Regions from separate parts of the Oryzias latipes genome. Here region 1 is linked to region 2. Evidence: chromatin contacts called from public Hi-C data. All regions are on one chromosome and are shown on one strand. Each heading gives the region's core, a stretch centred on a gene start, on an enhancer-like site or on the middle of the called end of the contact. The rest is flanking DNA. Distances are from core to core; before and after follow the strand shown. Region 1 overlaps LOC101168764 (insulin receptor). Region 2 holds the start of use1 (vesicle transport protein USE1).

What was found. Hi-C and Micro-C count contacts between places; a contact is called where the count stands out from the background.
Region 1: a contact with region 2 is called in a Hi-C map of embryo, with 3 times the contacts expected there. The contact joins the enhancer-like site here to the promoter of use1 in region 2. A contact is called at or near these places in 3 of 5 Hi-C or Micro-C datasets (embryo and gastrula embryo).

What each region holds. Positions count from the first base shown.
Region 1 is chr4:32,758,472-32,764,579 of ASM223467v1, forward strand. LOC101168764 (insulin receptor) reads left to right here. Exons shown (of 23, transcript XM_023954639.1): 3 at 5,523-5,731; 4 at 5,800-5,933. Among protein-coding and RNA genes, the nearest start is that of LOC101168764, 56 kb to the left of the region's middle. Within about 2 kb of position 4,225, at least 8 of the 8 cell types and tissues checked have an H3K27ac peak or open chromatin away from gene starts, as enhancers often do. A contact at or near this core is called in embryo and gastrula embryo, where this site is marked.
Region 2 is chr4:32,658,373-32,664,491 of ASM223467v1, forward strand. use1 (vesicle transport protein USE1) reads left to right here and starts at 4,174. Exons shown (of 8, transcript XM_023954637.1): 1 at 4,174-4,317. The coding sequence starts at 4,219. myo9b (unconventional myosin-IXb) reads left to right here. Exons shown (of 43, transcript XM_023954632.1): 43 at 1-1,530. The coding sequence ends at 41.

The DNA of each region.
Region 1 (6,108 bases), core at 2,975-5,474, 100 kb after region 2:
GGAAGTGAACCCCGAAGGAGGATCCGCCTTCGGTCCCCCGCGCTTCTGACCGCAGTCGGAAAGGGGGGAAAAAAGTCATGGCGGGAAAGGTTCAACACCATTTCGATGGACATGTTTTCAAAATCCGCCCGGTTGCGATAAGAGCCCTTGAGTTTGGCGTGAATAGAGCTGTCTCCCCAAATACTGCATGAATCAATCGGTGACCTCGCTTCCCTTCCACTGACTGGTCTCAGCAGCATCGTCCACCATGGTTGATGTTTATGTTCTCGCTCCCGCCTACTTCAACGCAGAATGATGACGTTTGTATCAATGACGTACGGGTCGGATACATGTGGCCTGGCCGTTCAGACGGAGGTCGCATTTCAAAAGATCGGATACGTATCGGATTCAAGACCACATACCCAAGTGGCCTGGGTCGCATTTGAAAAGATGGGATCTGTGTCGTTCAGACTGTCATGAAAAGATCAGATACAGGTCGCATGGGGCAAATAAATCGGAATTGGGTCGTTTCAGCCTGCGGTGTGAACGTAGCCTAAGATTGTCTTCCTGACGCTGCTGCTTTAATGAGGGACTTGGGGAAGTTAAAACAGTTGCACTGTTTTTAACAAAAACTTGATTTAAACGGAGATGAGAGTTGGATGTTCTGACGGATGTGTGATGCGAATCAACACGCAGCAGATGGAGAACATGTTTGTTTATTTAGCCGTGAAAACACTGCAGGTTGATTTAGCAGTGCCTGCTCTTTAACTGACAGCCTGAGCTCTTCAGGGGCTTTTCTTCCATGTGGGAAGTTTTCGTTTTGATCATGGATGGAATGTTGCTGTTTATGCAAGTCAGCTATCAGACATGTTGAGGCAGATGTGTGTGGAAAGGGCAGGGACATTTGGTTACAAGAGAGGAGAGACAAAAAAAGCTCCTATATTTGTAATTATATATATAAAAACACCAACTGAACGCGCTGTTCCCGTGTCATCCATTAAATTCTGATAATGGACACATCAAAGGCCAATGTTCCACTTATACCATGGTCACTTACAGAGCAAATAAATAGTAAATCCATTATTACTACTTTCATCTTCTTATTTTTTTTAAACGTTTTGCACGAAAAGTCAACTGTTCGATACGCAAAGGAAACCAGGTGACGGTAACGGCTAACCCCGTTGCGGTGCCAACCTCGCTCTGCCGCAATGAGGTTAACGTTATAATACGTTAGCCAAAGCTAACGCTAATGATGAAGCAAAGGTTTGTTTCAAAGAAACAAGTCAGTTTTCTAGATTGCCTTTATTCCCAGAAATACCCACTGTTATCTGATCGTGAAATGTTTTTAACGTGTTTACTGTGTCCAGTAATAACGTAAGCCAGAAAGATGAGCAACAAACTATTTTAAATTTAAAATGCAACAGTGCTGTTGATTGTAAAATCTGATAGAGGCTTTGGCATGTCCATCATAGAACCATTTGAAGGACAGAGATCTTTTCTACTGTCCTGCTGTCAGGATAAACTGTGGAATGACTTCTGTCATATGCTTGTATGTTTAGGCCAGCGCAATAAAATAGAACATTCAGGGTTTGTTTCTTTAGATGCTCTGTTGCCGAATGTGAACACTCACCTGAATCCAGTGCAGATGAATCAAGCAAACCCTGTTCTGCTCAACAGCGAAGGTCTGGGGTTATTTGAAGGTGAACCAAAGTGTGGAACAAAACTCCATTGTGTCATTGACTTTAGTGTTTGGGGTTAAATCAGGATCAGTAAAAGTATATGAAAAAGAACAGATAATTGGAAAATATACTTTCAATTTGAGGTTTGTTTTATTTGAAAAAAGTGTCATTCAAAGATACACTCTGTAAACATGAAAGAAATATTGAGAATTTGAAAAATAGGTAAGTATGAAACTTAAGTAAAAAATAAAACAGAAACACCTCCTTCTCCTCTTCGCTTTCAGTCCTCAGTTTACAGTTTCAACCTAGAACTTTAGCTTCCATGTTGACCCTGATTTTACGTGGGGGCGGGGATTTGAGCCCATTGGCTACAAGGACATGATTGACATTTGGAGACGGAGGTTATTGTGATGTCATTTCTGGTCCAGAACATTGTCTGTCTTTGGCGCCGCCCGTGTCATCCCTCCTCTGATGTGTTTTACTGTATTCTCTCCAAACGTTTGGTAAAGTTTGTAGATTGAAACTGTTTTCAATTTTTTCCTACTTTTTCTACTTTATGATATCAATTTTTCACATTTCCAATCAGTTTTTTATACACTTGAACCTGATCCTGATCTGACCCTGTATAAGTGTTGTGAATGATGATTGGTGAAAGAAAATCACTAAACTAATGAAGTAGAAATCGGCAAAACATTGGAAAACCTCTAAGATGCTAAGATTGATGCAGCGACAGACAGAGAGCTCCGTATTTTGCCGTCTCACTGTTTATCAAGGACAAAGGACTCTTAACGATCCGAAACCATGCAGGCTAAGTTGACAATACCATCCAGTTTCAGGTGAAGCATCTTCTAACTTTAAAAACTACCGTAAGTCCAGATGACCCCTAAACCTACTACTATGATGGAATCAACCTGGATGAATGAGTCTTCATAGACATTTCTCACTGTTTAGTGGGTTTTTTGGTGCAACTTTCCATCTGTTTTTTAAAGCGTACTGTGTTCTGCGTCGTGATTGGCTCTTGATCTAGTCATTTCATTTGACTTTTTGTGCTACTTGGTGAGTAACATAAATCTCTAATTGCAATCAGATCTTTCTATACATTTGATAGTATTGCACTTGGTTTTTATGAAATTTTGAGTTTTGAGAGAAAAGTGTCTCTGAGAAAAATGTAGAAACTGGGGACTTTTACAGCCCTGGACATCTGTAATGGTGCTTCACGGATTGCATCAATTGCCGGTTATTTATGGAACGTGTCCCCTGTGGTTAACGAAGGAAAACTGTAAATGCATTTGGTTTGTAAACATAGGGAGGCGCCACCGGCATTTAATAATATAAAGTCAGCTGCTGCAGGAGGACAATATGCTGCTTAATAGTAAAAAAGTGTTTGTTTTTTTGTGAGTGCATTCAGGCGTTTGTTTTTTTTCCATCCGTACTTCCGCTTGTCGCGATGGCGTCACACCTCTTCCCAGAAATCAGCATGTTTATGTTAGCGGCCCCTCCCTCGACCGTCTCAGGGTGGACGTCTTACAGCTCGGAGCGTTCACGGCGAAGCTTTTGAAGCGTTGGACTCCCACCGTGGCCAGTTTTAGTCGATGTGAGCCCAGCAGCTGTGTGCATGTGTGGACGAGGCGCATGTTTTCTCCTGAGTCAATGGCCCTGGGGTAAAAACATGTTTGTTATTGTTCCCAGCACTTCTGCCTTGAGACAACACTACCAATTAAAGGGGAGGTTTTATGTGAGGAGCAGGAAGTGCAGCCGTGTGTGGCTGCCTGCTATTGGCTGCTTCTCCTGGATTCCCTCCCTTATTACAGGGACTAAGCAGCTCTTTATTGCTGCGGCCAAATGAAAGGTAAACGCAGCACACCTTTGATCTGGCTTCGCATTCAAAACCTTTACTGGAAGCCGTTCGGGTGTGGAAGGAAGACACGAGCAAATGATTGAATAAGACGGAGCGTGTTCCGTGTTTGCATGTGCTTATCTTCATGCCAGATAACCTGACCTGGATGCTGATGCCACCTTTTCTCCTCGGAAGTCAGTGAAATGATCCCTTTGTCCGTGCCTCCTTCCCCCCCCCCCACCAAGGCGTTGTATGAATGGACGTGGGCGGGGCCCAGTGGCCTAGAAAGGCAGGCAGACAGACACTGGTGCAGGCTGGGTAACGCTGTGGCGGAGAGGAGTAGCGAGGGACCGAGGGGAGGATGGTGCATGAATGAATGAGCTGACGGAAGCACGTTTGCATTAGCAGCTAACTTTTTTAGCTCTTCCATTTCTTTTTTATGCAGAAGTGCTGATGTTTAAGAGTCTCCTGCTGCATCCCATTTTTCATTGAGCTCAATTTCTATCTGTAATAACTAAAAGAAAACTTCAATAAATTAGCACTTTTTTTGTTTGAGTGAAAAATAAATAGACTTTGTCCAGTGGTCGATGGGTCTGTCCTTGTTTTTTGGTCCTCCAAAGCAGCAGCTCGGCCTTCCCTGTAACGCTGCCTCCTTGGCTGCGTTTGCCCCGTCTGGCCCAGCAAGGCCAGGGTTAACCCCGGCCAGCACTCCTCCCTGAAATGGAAGAAGCCACTGAATAGCTGCATCCCTCAGCCAGCAAATATATTGGCTGAAGCTGAGGGTGGATCTGCGGCTGGAGTGACACTCCGGCGTGGATCTGGAGCGGGATCAGGCAGCCCTCCCCCGGTTGCAGCACGTACACACGGCGGGCGGGGGAGGGCTGGCGACGATTGCGTGCTATAGTAGGTTTACAGCTCTCAGCAAAGAAAATGGAGCGACCTCTGGATGAACTACTACACCATAGGTCACATGTGGCCTTTTATTTAGCTTTATTAGTAAATCTGCCTCACAGGAATTCTCACCTCCTGCCCCTATGATTTTAGCCCGTACCCCACTGTCGACCCCCCTCCCATCTTGCCTCCCACAAGCCTGTCAGTTCTCTTTTGTTCAGGCAGCACATTGGGCAGCCTTCCAGTTTAGGCAAGAGGGGGGTCCTCGCTGTATCCTTGTCTGTGACGGGTCATGTGATGTTGGAATCCAGTTCAGACTGAAAAACAGTGCCCCCCCCCCTTGCATGGTTTCTGACAGGGACCCGCTCGTCTGTTGGATCGGCGTGATCGATGTGTGACTCATAATTTAGAGGTCTTTCATTCTGAACGTCAGGTTTTTGCTTTATAAGTCTGTGTAAGCGTTTGAATTGTCTGACACTGAAACACAGAAAGCTAACACGTTGCTGTTTTCAACACATTGGAAAGAAAAACCTGTTTTTAAAGACTTTATGTACAGAAAAACTAATCATGGATAGAACCGTGTTTTTACTGAAGGCTTCCTTAAAAAAAAAGTCCCACTATTGTTTGAGCTTTTCTAAAATTTGAGTTGGACCTTTCGGCACCGGCGGCGATGTTTACATCCACACATAGCTGCTAAGAACAGGCTGCCTTTTCACCGAGCATTCCTTCACAAATATAGCTCTTCTGGGCAGATATGGTAAATTCTGTAAGTGTGAATAAATGTGTTTGCTGTTGGAGGTAAATATCAGTCATTACAGTAAAAAGCCTTGTAAAGCCAGACGGATTCGCTTCTGGGGTTTTTATTTGCCTATTAACCTTTTCAGTACACTCCTACAAACTATGAAATCAATTCAAACTTTATTTCGAAAGCCCTTGCCATACAAGAGTAATGCACGGGGATGAAACGTCAACCGATGACATGATAAAACACACAGAATGTCCTCAACGCCCCCCATCAAAATAGAAATAGGAAGGCTGCATATTTGTCATCCATTCTAAACTTCCATCCCAGTTGTGGAATCATGGCATGTAATAAGGCAATATGAACCGTTTCTTCTGGCTCTGCTTTCCTTCAGCGTGCCTGGATAAATGCAAGCACGGCGCGTGCAACAGCAGGGGTCAGTGCTGCCACGACCAGTGCCTGGGCAGCTGCAGGGAGCCGGGCAACGCCAGCAGCTGTGTGGCCTGCAGGAACCTCCAGCATGGAAACACCTGCGTGGACAAATGTCCTCCGGGATACTTCGTCTTCAGGGGCTGGCGCTGCGTCAGCTTCTCTTTTTGCCAGGTGGGTGACGAGGAAAACACTTTTGACGCAAGCAGAAATGGAGGACTCATGTGCTTTTTGGCTTTTAGGAGCTCCACGACCAGTGCTCGCTGACAAAGAAACAAAACCAGGACCGGGAGGCGAGCTGCGTTGAGTACGTCATCCATGAAGGGGCCTGTATTCCAGAGTGTCCGTCCGGATACACCACCCTGAACTCCACCATGTACGTATCGTTTACACACCTCAAATGCCACCATCAACTAAAGCAGAGGGGCTAAACATTCAGATGTTTGTACAAAAGACACCAAATGTGAAAGGAGCAGAGAAGAGAAGCATCAACATGTCAGCCCTTCGCATTTTAGAAAATATAGGCAGCAAACAAGAGAAAGGCCGTTTTC
Region 2 (6,119 bases), core at 2,924-5,423:
TTTCTGACCCAGACATACCGTACATGGATGAGGATGTCTGACCGGGCCGGACGACGCTCATTTAGGAGCTGGAAAGATCCAAATCCCAGCAGACAAAGGAGCTGTGTGTGTGTTTGTGTGTGTTTGTGCACACGCACTTTGTTTGTCCCACAGCTTCACAGACTGGTTTTCAGAAAGGTCTTTAGATCAAAATAACTGGACAGGTTGTTGCCAAGCACCTTTACTAACATTTGAAAATGTTTGGGTTTCCTGAACCTTGAGCTGCGTCTTCCGCAGTTTTTTTTTTTTTTTTTTATTTGTGCTAAATTGAAAAAATGATTGCAGGTTTCATTTGCACTCTCCCTTCCTTTGTTTTTGTAAGGAGTAAAACTGCTCACTGAACGGCGACTTAGTGCCTTTTCCATCCAGTTGATTATATTTCCCATAATGCTAAGGGAGGGAGGGAAAGCCGGGACTTGTGTTTTTATTGCGCTGAAGTGGCCAAAGTGCCTTCATCCTGAGGACAAACTTCTTCTTTTAGCTTCTGCACCACCACATGTCACTGCTTTTAGACGGCAAAGGGAAACGGGAGCAGCACACGCCACTTTCTCCATGAAACGAAAACACGCCGCCATACCTGTGAGGCTTCCTGAGCGCAGCCTCTCCCCAAACGAACGCACGCGTGTGGACAGACCACGTTCTGCTGGCCGATGTACGAAATGTAATACTAATGCTTCCTGTCTGGGTTTTAAGGACGACGTCTGCCGTCTTATCAGTGAATGTCTGAGTGATTCCAGCTGTTGTTGGTATTAAGAAGAAAATACACAACGTGATGCTTGTAATTCCCTCCATTGTGTCTTTAATGCGTAGAGATGCTGAACGTGTAGGTCTGTGAGGAGAAGCAAAGGAGATTGAAGGAGTCGGAGCAGCTAAGGGTAAAGAAATGGAGACAGCTGAGCTGATCCGTTGGGATTTTTCTGCCTTTTCTCCCTCAAGCTGCAAAATGAGTCTATGATCCATTTAGATGCTTTAGGAATTTAGCATTGTAGACTTCAAATTAGATGTTGGAGCAGACCAGACAGCAGTCATTCTACTTTTATAATATCTATAACATCTAATTCCTGATAGTCTTCCTCTGTAAAAATGTAACAGCCAGAAGTTTCTAGAATAAAAGCCAAACTGAACATTTGTTGAACCTTTAGGTGAATTAAAGCTACGAACGGCAGGCGCTACCCCTCAGGGGTGTCCACATGAGGGAGGGGTCCTCCCCCAGGAGGATTGACTAATTCAATGAAAAAGCACTTTTTTCAAAATGCCGCTTTTCTGTTGGTTTATCGCCATAGCAACCATTTTATGTATTGGTCACCTGGGAGTTTTTTTTAACCACGCCCACATTGTTGATGTGTCCGTGTCGTATGTCACATCATTTCATTCAGCAGGAGCCAACGATTCATGTATCGACAATGTTCCAGTAAAAAAAACACGTTTGAGCGACGGGAACGGCCCTTTTGAGAGCTGGATAATAAAGATATGATGGCCTTGATCAACAAAGTTCCAGGCTTGGGTTGTGTCCAAATTCCTTCACCACGGACTTCTTTGCAGTGCATCATATAGCTTCTATAGATCTCTGGGTCTGTTCTTTACTGGACATCTCCTGCCTTTGCTTATTGTCAGACCAGCTCACAGAAACCTGACATCGTTTGAGAGCACAAGATGGTGGGGGGGTTACTGTGGCGGATATAGACCACAATGCATTGCGTTTGAACAACCTTTGTGAGAAAAATGTATATTAATCTTTTTGTTTTTTATAAACCAGCGCTTTCATCATCAGTAGGCATCATAAATAGCCTCCGTAAATGGATCCGTTTTTACGCTGGGAAATCTGTGACACCAACGTTAAAAAAAAGTAGTGAGCGGAGTCTCCGAATTGTTTTTAAAATCCAGATCTTTGGATATTCCCTCCCTGTTTGGGGAGGAGAGAGGGAATTCGGACAGCTGCTGGGATGTGTGGGACATTTTGGGAAGGTTGCTTGAATTCAAATGTTTTCCCATATTGTGGAAAATGTGAAAATCACCAAATTTCACACTTTGACAGAAAATGGGTGCCAAGCTGTAGATCCTGTGGCCATCCCATAATAATGTCATCCCTAGATATCCCCAACACTTGTGTTTTGGTTTTCCCACTGTGATGTCATCATTTGGGGGGGGGGGGGGGTCACTGTACCCAAAATTCATTTTTGACCAAGTCCTACATTTCCCTTAAAGGGTTAAGGTTTGCAGTAAGAATTGCTAAAGGATTCTGGTCCTTGTAGTACTGACAGAATTCTAGCTCCTCTAGAAACTTTGATGTTTCTGCTCCTCCATTACCCAGCAGCCAATGCTCCTCCTGACGTCTGCAGCCTTTATTTTATTACAGATGTTTCCTAGAAGTGGCTTTTCTCTCACAGCTGCACTTTCATTTCCCCTTTAGCGGTTCAATCTTTGTCTTCCTGCTGCTCCCTTCAGGATCACCACGTTAAATCCTTCATCTAACCCCAGGATGGGGGCCTCCAGGGCCAATGTGTCTGCGCAGTTTCCAGCTCTTGTTAACCATGACTGCTTACCTGGATCAGGTGTGTCTTAGAACATTTCAGAGCAGCCCTCGCTCCCCACAAACCTCCTGCAGCCTCAGCATGTTCCTTTTTCTCAAACCGTCTATTTCCCTGCATTTGCAGAACATGAGCAGTCTCTTTTAGTTCTCAAATAAAGGAAATAAACTGAAACTTTCATTTTTTAGCCACATTCTTGTGGAGCAGAAGGGATTTTTGAATTCAGAGAGCTAAGTATCTGCAGCTTTCCAAAACACCTTCATGTCTAAAAAATGGTTTTCTCCTAGTTAAGTCGTTTTGGAAATACTACAGATGATGAGCTTAAGCACAGGTCATTGCTGCCAATCATCTTACAGTTTTGTTTTTTAAAAAGGTGAAGAGCTCAAAGAAGTAGTCGTTTTAATAAAATAACATGGTGGTGTTTCATCAGTTTGGGGTATTCTGAGTTTGCCTTTGGTGTAGAAAAGACTTTATTTTAACATGTTAATTGGTTTTTTAGGTTTTTGCTTTGCTTCCAATTATTTTCAAAGTAAAAAGGTCATTGAAGACATTAATGCAGAATAACCGGCTGAACAGGATTTGTGGAGTTCAGGTAAGTCTCTGTTTTGGTTCACTGTGTTTAGAAAAACTCCCTGAAAATATGTCCAACACAAGAGGCCCTCAGTTCTGGACAAGACAAGTTTAAAAAACAAAAAAAAAAAACTCCCTGAATTCTGCCTTTTTGAACGGTGACCTTTATTGCACTTTTTCTGCAAAAAGTCACACTAAACATCCATTACTAACAGAACCTTATGTGTGATTAATCCATATTTGTCTTTTATACTATGCACGTTTGAAGTATTAAGAAGCTGTACACTGGAGTCACTGAACCGGGTTTTTTGCCAAGTCAGCAAAATACTCTGAGAAGTACTTATTTAAATATATAAATTATTTTAGTCATATGCATGGACTAGTGAGTACTCACATCGCAAAAAGTAGTCTATTCAGGTATACTACGAGCATGCTTAGTTTACTACTAACTAAGGCCGTATACTTGAACTTTACTTTTTATGTACTATCTATATATTTTGTAAACTTAAAATATTCCAATTTAGTCTGAAGAATTCAGTTAATTTACTTCCTAAACTACCCACACATGGTAAAAAATACTATAAACATATATTTTATACATGGTATAAAATGGTATGAAATAGCTTTACAGAATACTTGCTATACTTTTACTAAAGTATATTTAATTTAAAAAAAAAACAAGTGTATTACTTTTGGCTCTGTTTTTTTTTTTCTAACCTCTAATCTCTTTTTGGTCTGAAAGGGAAAATTGGAAAATTCAAGCGTCCAGAAATGCTTCAACATTTATTTTAAAACACGAAAAGTTTATTGCAACATGAAGACTTACAAAGAAACAAAACAAAAGGCTTCCTTCCTGTTGTGAACATAGAAATACATCCACAGATTATAATATTTCTATCTAAAATACATCTACAGAGGAAACTTTAAAAAAAATTATTGATATATTTTTCAGTGGTAACAAAGTGTGTAGAGATTTAGAGAATTTAGAATTTACCTTTCAAAATGAAACACCCCCCCCCCCCCTCCTTAGCGGTCTTTTCCTGTGACGTCAGATTTCCGCGACCGTGTGTCAGCGTCAAACATGGCTTCAAGATTGGAGATTAATTTCATCAGATTGTTGTCTCGCTGTGAATCTATAGCGTCTGAGAAGCGAGGGGAGACAGAATGGAGGCTAGAGAAGGTAAGGAAGTCTGAAATTATGGGATGTTTTAGCAGCAGAACTGAATAGTGGGTGTTGTTGGGGTTAGCTGTGCAGCTATTAGCCGCTGTTAGCCACGTCGTCACTAAAACCAGACTGGTTTCTTTGAGCTGTAGTTTATGAGTGCTGCACTGAATTACTTTAGTTTAACCAGATTTCTTAAGGAAATTTGCAGAGTATGATACACATTGTGCCTAAAAATGCCAACAGTCATTTAGTAGTTTATTCGCGGGAAAACATTCATTTGTTTTTTTCTTTCCTCTTTCTTAAGTCCTCGTCTACATGTGCAGCTGTTTACACCGTTCATTCATTTTTCATCTTCTAATCCGTTTGTTCTCTTTCGGGGTCACGGGGCTGCTGGAGCCTATCCCGACCTCTCACGGGTGAAGACAGGTCGCCAGTCTGTCATAGGGCCACACTCACACACCCACGCACTCTCACAATCTCACACTCACACACCCATGCACTCTCACACTCACACTCACACACCCACGCACTCTCACACTCACACACCCATGCACTCTCACACTCACAATCACACCTATGGATAATTTAGATGGACCTGTCAAGCATGTTTCTGGACGGTGGTAGGAAGCCGGAGCTTGCTCCTCTTCTGTTGTTTTAGTGCCAAACAGTCCATTTTGTGTCTTTAGTTCAGAAAAAGGCTTTTCTTTCACATGTCGTATTTTTCTCAGGTTCCGGCTCGTCCTGGTCGTGTTCTCAGGGTTCTGGTCTCCAGGTCGGCTGCATTTTAAAGGTTGATCCAGAATCTGTTTGGCTGATCTTCAGTTTCAGCTGCTGATGGAGAACTTAGGTTAAAAATGTCCTGAAAACGTAAGCGGTGTAGAAAAAAGAAAGAAAGATGAAGTGAGTAATATGTGAGAAGATGCAAATGGATGAGGAAGGTCGGCTGATGTTCTGAAGGTTCCGTACCTTTGCCGACATAAATATCTGCTCGCATAGCATCCGGTTGTTAAACTTAATTAACCTGAATTCTTTAACAGCAGGTCTTCTAGATGAAATGTGAAAGTGTGGCTGACCTGAAGACCAGAATTCTGGGATTTTTCTAGAAAGATTCAGACATCAAACTCTTCCAAAGTGTCGAACCCAAACATTTTCTACTGCTTCTTTCCTTCCTTATACATATTTTTCTTGTCTGTTTTGTTTTTTATTGCCTAAATAATTATTTTTGTCTTTATAGTTTTTCGCATATTTAGATTTAAGATTGAACTCAAATGCTGTTTTTAAAGTTAAGTTATAGTTTTATTGCAACGGCGGCTGTGTCCCCGGGGTGCCGGCTTCCTGGGCCCGGCGGTGCTCTCTCCGCACGGTGGGGGGGTTCACATTACATCTGAGCCGGGGGTGTCTGGTCCCTGGGGGGTGGGTTCTGGTCCTCGCTCCTGAGTGCTGGGCCCCGCCAAATTTCCAACTGTGGCCGAGCCTGGTCGGGCGATATTTATAACACCCCTTGTGGGCCCTCTTTCTTTCCCCGGGGTTCCCCCCTCCTGGGCGGGGGCGGCGGGCCCCTGCCTCGCTCCTCCCTGGACCAACCGTGGGCCGGGCGGGTGGCTACCTGGAGTGCGGAGCGGGTCTCCCTTGGGGGGTCCTGGCTCGTACCTGGGGTTGGGGCGGGGGGTTGCCCGGAACTCCTGGGTGGTGGTGGGGTGCTCGTTTGGGGCTGTGGGCGTCCTTCTCCGGTGGGGCCCTGCGTTGGGTTCTCCCGGCGCGGCGGGGGGGCTGCTCTCCTGGTTGGGCTGGGGCGGCGCTCTCTTTCCCTCCGCGCC